Linked DNA regions of Zea mays: region 2 is linked to region 1. A link is a contact called in public Hi-C data. All regions are on one chromosome and are shown on one strand. Each heading gives the region's core, a stretch centred on a gene start, on an enhancer-like site or on the middle of the called end of the contact. The rest is flanking DNA. Distances are from core to core; before and after follow the strand shown. Region 1 holds the start of LOC103627615 (transcription factor bHLH49). Region 2 holds the start of LOC103627618.

The links. Hi-C and Micro-C count contacts between places; a contact is called where the count stands out from the background.
Region 2: a Hi-C map of ear shows a contact between it and region 1, with 1.7 times the contacts expected there. The contact joins the promoter of LOC103627618 here to the promoter of LOC103627615 in region 1. A contact is called at or near these places in 2 of 25 Hi-C or Micro-C datasets (ear and leaf).

What each region holds. Positions count from the first base shown.
Region 1 is chr5:209,022,484-209,025,557 of Zm-B73-REFERENCE-NAM-5.0, reverse strand. It overlaps LOC103627615 (transcription factor bHLH49), which reads left to right and starts at 1,314. Exons shown (of 6, transcript NM_001301516.1): 1 at 1,314-1,609; 2 at 1,706-1,933; 3 at 2,063-2,197; 4 at 2,300-2,611; 5 at 2,698-2,779. The coding sequence starts at 1,352.
Region 2 is chr5:209,298,106-209,300,923 of Zm-B73-REFERENCE-NAM-5.0, reverse strand. LOC103627618 reads right to left here and starts at 1,382. Exons shown (of 8, transcript XM_008647912.4): 1 at 974-1,382; 2 at 802-897; 3 at 133-243; 4 at 1-29. The coding sequence starts at 1,210.

The sequences.
Region 1 (3,074 bases), core at 65-2,564:
TCAATAACCTATGGTGTAAAAGATGGTAAGCCACCTCATTTTCATTTTCGCAGAACAAATTATGATTATTGAAAAAAAAAGATGATATGTTTGTATTTGAAGATATGAGCCCAGTTTTTTTTGTTATTATAAAGCTCGTTTCCGGCGGCTTCGACATAATATTCGCTACAATCTGAGAATCGATAAAACAGTCATTTGTAGCCAACTTAATCCATTTAATTTTTTACAACCACGTGAACCGACCATTTTGTCCCTGCTCTGTTTTGGGATGATGATCTACCAGCAGTCCAGGGCGCTGTGAATTCCTTGCCGGTGCTCACTTTGCCCAGCGGAGCAAAGTTCATGGTGCTTTGGTCCCTTCATCCGCCGCTGCCTTGTTATTCATGCTTTCAAGGTTTATCCTTGCTTAACGAAGAGAGACAGTTTGGCTGGCCTCCCCGCTGGCGTGGCGAGGTTGGCTGGCTTTGCCGAAGGAGGCAACATGGTGAGAGATCCAACACGTACATACGTGTTACTGTGGAATTTGGAAAGCTGACGTGGCAGATAACGTGTGGTCAGGCCAGAACAGAGGAGATAGAGCTGTCCAAGCTGTTATTGCTTGCAGCAGGCTCCGTCCTTTTGCAGCATCACCATCAGGGGAAATTCAGAATGGCTGTGAGCAACACTGCACACGCACAGCACAGCTAGAAGCCAACCCTGAGTAGTTGATACTAGTTCTTCCCCAGCCATTCCTGAGCCTCAAAAGAGAAGCCTTTGCCGCTTGCACTCTTTTCATACCTCCCCGATCTCCATCGAAAGCTTCGTATGGAACGCGTGAAATTTTGAAGATGCCTATGCATGAATTACAAGATGCTAAAAAAAGCTGGCTTTGGGGATGCCCTGATGCGTTGCAGTTTATGCGTAACTGAAGGCACTCGGCCCCGGGCAAATTGGGACCCTACAATATTGCCAGCTGAAACACACCACCGTGCCCAGCCCCAGCCCTACCTCACATGATCGCACCGCACCTAAAGGGAGGGCCAAATCCAATCTCAATCTCCCACGGCCAAGTACCATCACCCCCACCCCAACGAAAGGGAGCCGGGCTCCCCTATCTATATCCACCCGTCCTTCTCCCTATATATATGGATTGGGAAATTTTTCAGGAGGGCAGAGAAGCGAAAGGGACGCGCAAGCTCCTTCACCCACCCTCCCCCACGCCACACGCTCCTCCTACATAACCACGCTGCTTCGATTCACTCCTCATCGGTGGCTCACGACCGAGCTGCTGAGGCAAAGCTTGTCCCGCAGTCCTTCCCTTAGCCTTAACACTCGGAGTTGATCCCGTCTCCGGGGGAAGCAGCTGGTAATAATGGCGCGGTGCCAGGGGACCGTTGAGAGCCTCTGCCAGGGGCTGCTCGACCTCGACGACGACAAGTTCGGTGCAATGTGCAGCGCCTTCGGCTACCTCCAGGAGTGGCCGGACCTGGGTGCCGCCATGTGCGGCGCCAATCTCGCCGTGCCGCCTGCCGTGGCGACGCCGAGCGCCGGCGACGGCAACGATTCCTCCTCTTGCAGCGTCAGCGGCGGGTTGAGGAAGAGGAGGCCGGACGCGTACCTCGATGCCAAGGTGAGAGGTTCAGGCATGGACGGCGGTGCTGCTTCTGCTGAATTGTCAAGTCTTTGACTGACAGTTGTGTGTCAAAAAAAAAACTGAAATTGGCAGGGTGGTGCGAACGGCATGAACAAGAGACCCAGAGGGAAGCAGCAGCCGTCTGGCCTCTCTGAGATCGCGGCGGCGCCCGGGAAAGGGAAGCAGGAGAGGCCAAAGGCTGGCACCAAGAAGAAGGCCGAGGCTGCGGCGGCGGCGGCGGCTGCCGGCCAGAAGACCGACTACATCCACGTCCGGGCCCGCCGCGGCCAGGCCACGGACAGCCACAGCCTCGCCGAGCGGGTAATATTAACAGCCGCATTACTGAACAAACTTTTTTTTTTGCGTGCTCCATGCTGCTCTGCTCGTTCGTGGGCACCGACGACCCTGCCGCGTGCGTCAGAACTCATGGCCTGATGGATTGGCGCGCAGGTGAGGAGGGAGAGGATCAGCGAGCGGATGCGGTACCTGCAGGAGCTGGTGCCCGGGTGCAGCAAGGTCACGGGCAAGGCCGGCATGCTCGACGAGATCATCAACTACGTCCAGTCCCTGCAGAAGCAAGTCGAGGTACCGACCCACCGGCACCGTCCTGCTTCATCTTCCCCGCTTCTCCCAGCTAGCCAGCTAGTTATTCCGCGATCGCTCACCGCCGGGTCTCCTTGCGCGCAGTTCTTGTCCATGAAGATCGCCGCTTCCAACCCGGTGGTGAGCTTCGACATCGTCGAGGACCTCTTCGGCCGCCAGCTGAAGCAGGCGTGCGGCCCGGCGGCCGGCCAGCTGGAGCCGTCCTGCCTTCAGATGAGCATGAGCCCCATGCAGCAGGTAGTGCACCCGTCTGCAGCGGCGGGCTCCACTGGCTTTGGGCCGCTGGACATGGTCCTCAGCAACCTGTACGCGCCCGCCGCCGCAAGCTGCCCTGTGTCGGCTGCCCCGTCGGTCTCGGTGGCCGCCGGACCGTCGACCATCGAGCCGTGCCTCAACGTATGTAGCTAAGTCAGCTGTCCTCCGTTCCGCTACCTCCCGTTCTGAAGCCCTCAACTGAACCGAGTGCCTTGTGCTTTCTGCAGGTGAATGGAACTGCTGCTGCCTGGGATATTGGCTCCCAGAATTTGTTCAGCGGATTTGATGCACAATTTCAGTCGGTAGAAAGTGAGTAGCTGCTTCCTCAAGAACAAGCCAGAAGTTACTTTGCCGCCTCTTGTGAAATGAAAGAACACAATAGTGGTTAGATCAGGGTAAAAATGAACCCCCCAACGCCAACCTGAACATGTTTAAAGCTCAGAGTTCATAATGGCCGTAACGTGCCATCACAGAAAACTCAAACTGGCTGCCGATCAAATAACTCCACCAAAAATGAGCACATCAAATAAAATTTTGACTTGTATGAACTGTGCATATGTCCCTGTACATTTAACTGCAACAGAAGTGACTGAATCCAGCTACT
Region 2 (2,818 bases), core at 133-2,632, 280 kb before region 1:
TCCTGTTGCCTCTGTGCAGCATGCTCTGTCTGCCAAAATGGATATGCTTGATTAAATTACGTGTTAGCCTCATAGCAGCAGCACCATTATAGGAGGTAACTAAAAGAAATACAAAAGGAGACTGTCCAATACCTGCATTCTTTTTCTAGCTAATTCATCCTCAAAGCGTAATGCTTGAGCTTTTACTTGTGCTTCTTGTTGCAAACTATTTCTGTAATCTTCAGCTTTTTTCTCCATCCTTTCCTGCAGATCAGATATTGAGGATCACCCAAGGGACATAAGTTCAGTGCTGGAAATCCACACCAAAGAACCACAATAGTTGGATGAACGCGCGCGTGCAGAGAGAGGGAGAAGTTGAAAAACTCTTAACACATCACCGATGTTCTACAGTTCTAACTTCTCATGTTGGTCAGTTGTCCATTTTGTATCCTGTGAAGTTGTGGAATTTTAAATTCGTAGTTACTTGCTATCCACGAAGGTCAGCCAGAGTTGTTTTGCACGTTCACTGTTTTGATGAAGCACACAATATTTCAAGTTTTGGCAATTGGCATCTCATTGTAAAGTTACTATGCTTTACTAATCCCAATTATAATGGTAAACCCAATCGTATGCAATTGATTTCCACAAAGTAAAGCGAGGAAGTTAGTCAGGCTGTTAGGCAAATAAGAGAACGTTCACTCATTCAGTAGTAGAGAGGTTCGGGTCGCGTGAGCAACCAATTTCTTCAGACGCAGCCGACGTCCTGGCTGCGACATTAACATCATGTGCATCAAGAAAGTGGATAAGGCGTCAGGAACTGACCATGTCCCTGAGCTTCTCGTAGATGGCGTATTGGACCTTCTCGGCCTCCAGCTCAGTAAGGCGTGTTTCCTCCTGCTTCCGCATCAGTCCAAACACCTGCACCCGAGCAACAACATGAACAACGTCAGGAGGGGCAGACCCGTTAGGTGGCGCAAAAGAGCGGGCACCTTGCCTGCTTGGCGAGCGGTGAGTTGTTGATCTCCCGCAGCGCTCGAGCCATGCGCTCCAGGGTCTCCGGGTCGCGGCCGAACGCGGAGGCTCCCAAATTGTCCTCGTCGCCTGGATTCGACGGCGGGGACTGGCGGCGGAAGAGGCCATCGGCGTAGGCGACGTTGGTGAGCGACGCCATTGCAGCGGCCGCGCCGGCGACAGCGCACACCGGCGAGCGCAGACGGAGGCGGCGCAGCATGACGAGGGAGGCGTAGAGACCCAGACACCCAGTCACCCTACCCAGGGCTTTTGGCGGTGCGTCGACTGGGAAAAGAGACGCGAGGGCCGAGGAGGAAGAAAGGAGCTGCGCCGCGAAGGGGTTCTCCGCTAGTTTCTGGCTAAACCCTCCGCTTTCTTTCTTCTTTACCAAGAGTTCAGCTTGACTTGGGCAGTTGGGCCTGCCGACATACCGACCCGGCAACCCGTTGGACACTGTCCCTCATAAGTCAGGACCAGTTTAGGCCTTGCTTGGCAAGACCCAACAAAGGCCCATAAACATGTGTAAATGACGAGCTTTGTTTCCCTATCGCTGGGCCTTTCCCGCTGCTCGTTAGGGAGCCAGGGTCCAAGTCTGAGTCCGAGCGGAGTGCGTCGAAGACGAGACCACCCATCGCCGTCGACCATCCGTACGAACTCTAGGTCATCGATAGTAGGTAGGTGACCCTTAGCCACGAGGGCTAGCTTAGGCCTTGCTTGTCAAGACCCAACAAAGGCCCATAAACATGTGTTAATGACAACCTTTGTTTCCCCATCATCGGGGCCTTCCTCACTCCTCGTTGCGGAGCTACAGTCCGAGTCTTGTGTCCAGGTAGAGTGCATCGAAGATGAGGTCCCCATCGTCGCCAACCATCCCTACGAACTCCAGACCATTGGTAGTAGGGAGGCGACCCTGAGCCATGAGGGTCGCAATCACCCCCGGGGCGTGGGGCAGGCGCTGTGGAAACACATCAGGGCTGCTGCCTGAGCCATCATGGCAGGGTAACCTTTCCTCGTTGTACATCACGAAAAGTTTCGCGTAGGGCGAGAAGAAGGCCCATAAATCATTATACGAGGGGTTGGCCCCATGTGGATTGCAATCTGTCGCCTTATCTCGTCGGTATCAGAAGGTGGAAATGGTCCATGTCCCGTACCTTGCCCGTGCGGGGCAAGGCTGAGGCCGCCAAGTGCCTCCGCAACAACATCAGGGTTTTCGGGCGAAGAAGGTCGGGCTGGCGGCGCCCAGACCATCTCGCCTTCTTCGTTGATGATGAAGTCGCTCCATGGGTCTAAGTATGGATGGCGACGGGTACATACCCGTCGGGTAGTACCATTCCATGCCTATATCCATAAAAAATTTCTACCTGTCGGGTTACCCATATATGCTCGCGGGTATAAAATCTTATCCATACCCATACCCGCACGGGTATTTTTACCCATCGGATAACCCGTACCTTCTAGGAAAGACTTGAATTCCAATATACTAATCACTCAAAATATTAAATAAACATACAAAAACAAGTTCAACTTCACATATAACAAATCAAATGATTACATAATTTGGTAGCTAGACAAATGATAGCTACAGAAGGGTTTTATTTTCGATAAGATGAGCTCTATTAGATGGTTATAATGGTATTGATGCGGGTATATTTTACCCATGGGTAGACGGGTATGGGTAGTACCAACCCGTACCCGTCTACCCAAACAGGTAGAAATTCTTTCCCACTAACATACCCGTGAGTAGAGAAATAATCTCGTCCCTGCCTCCATATCGGGTAAAACTCGTCAGGTATTCGGATTTCAGGTATCCATTGCTATCTCTAGGTGT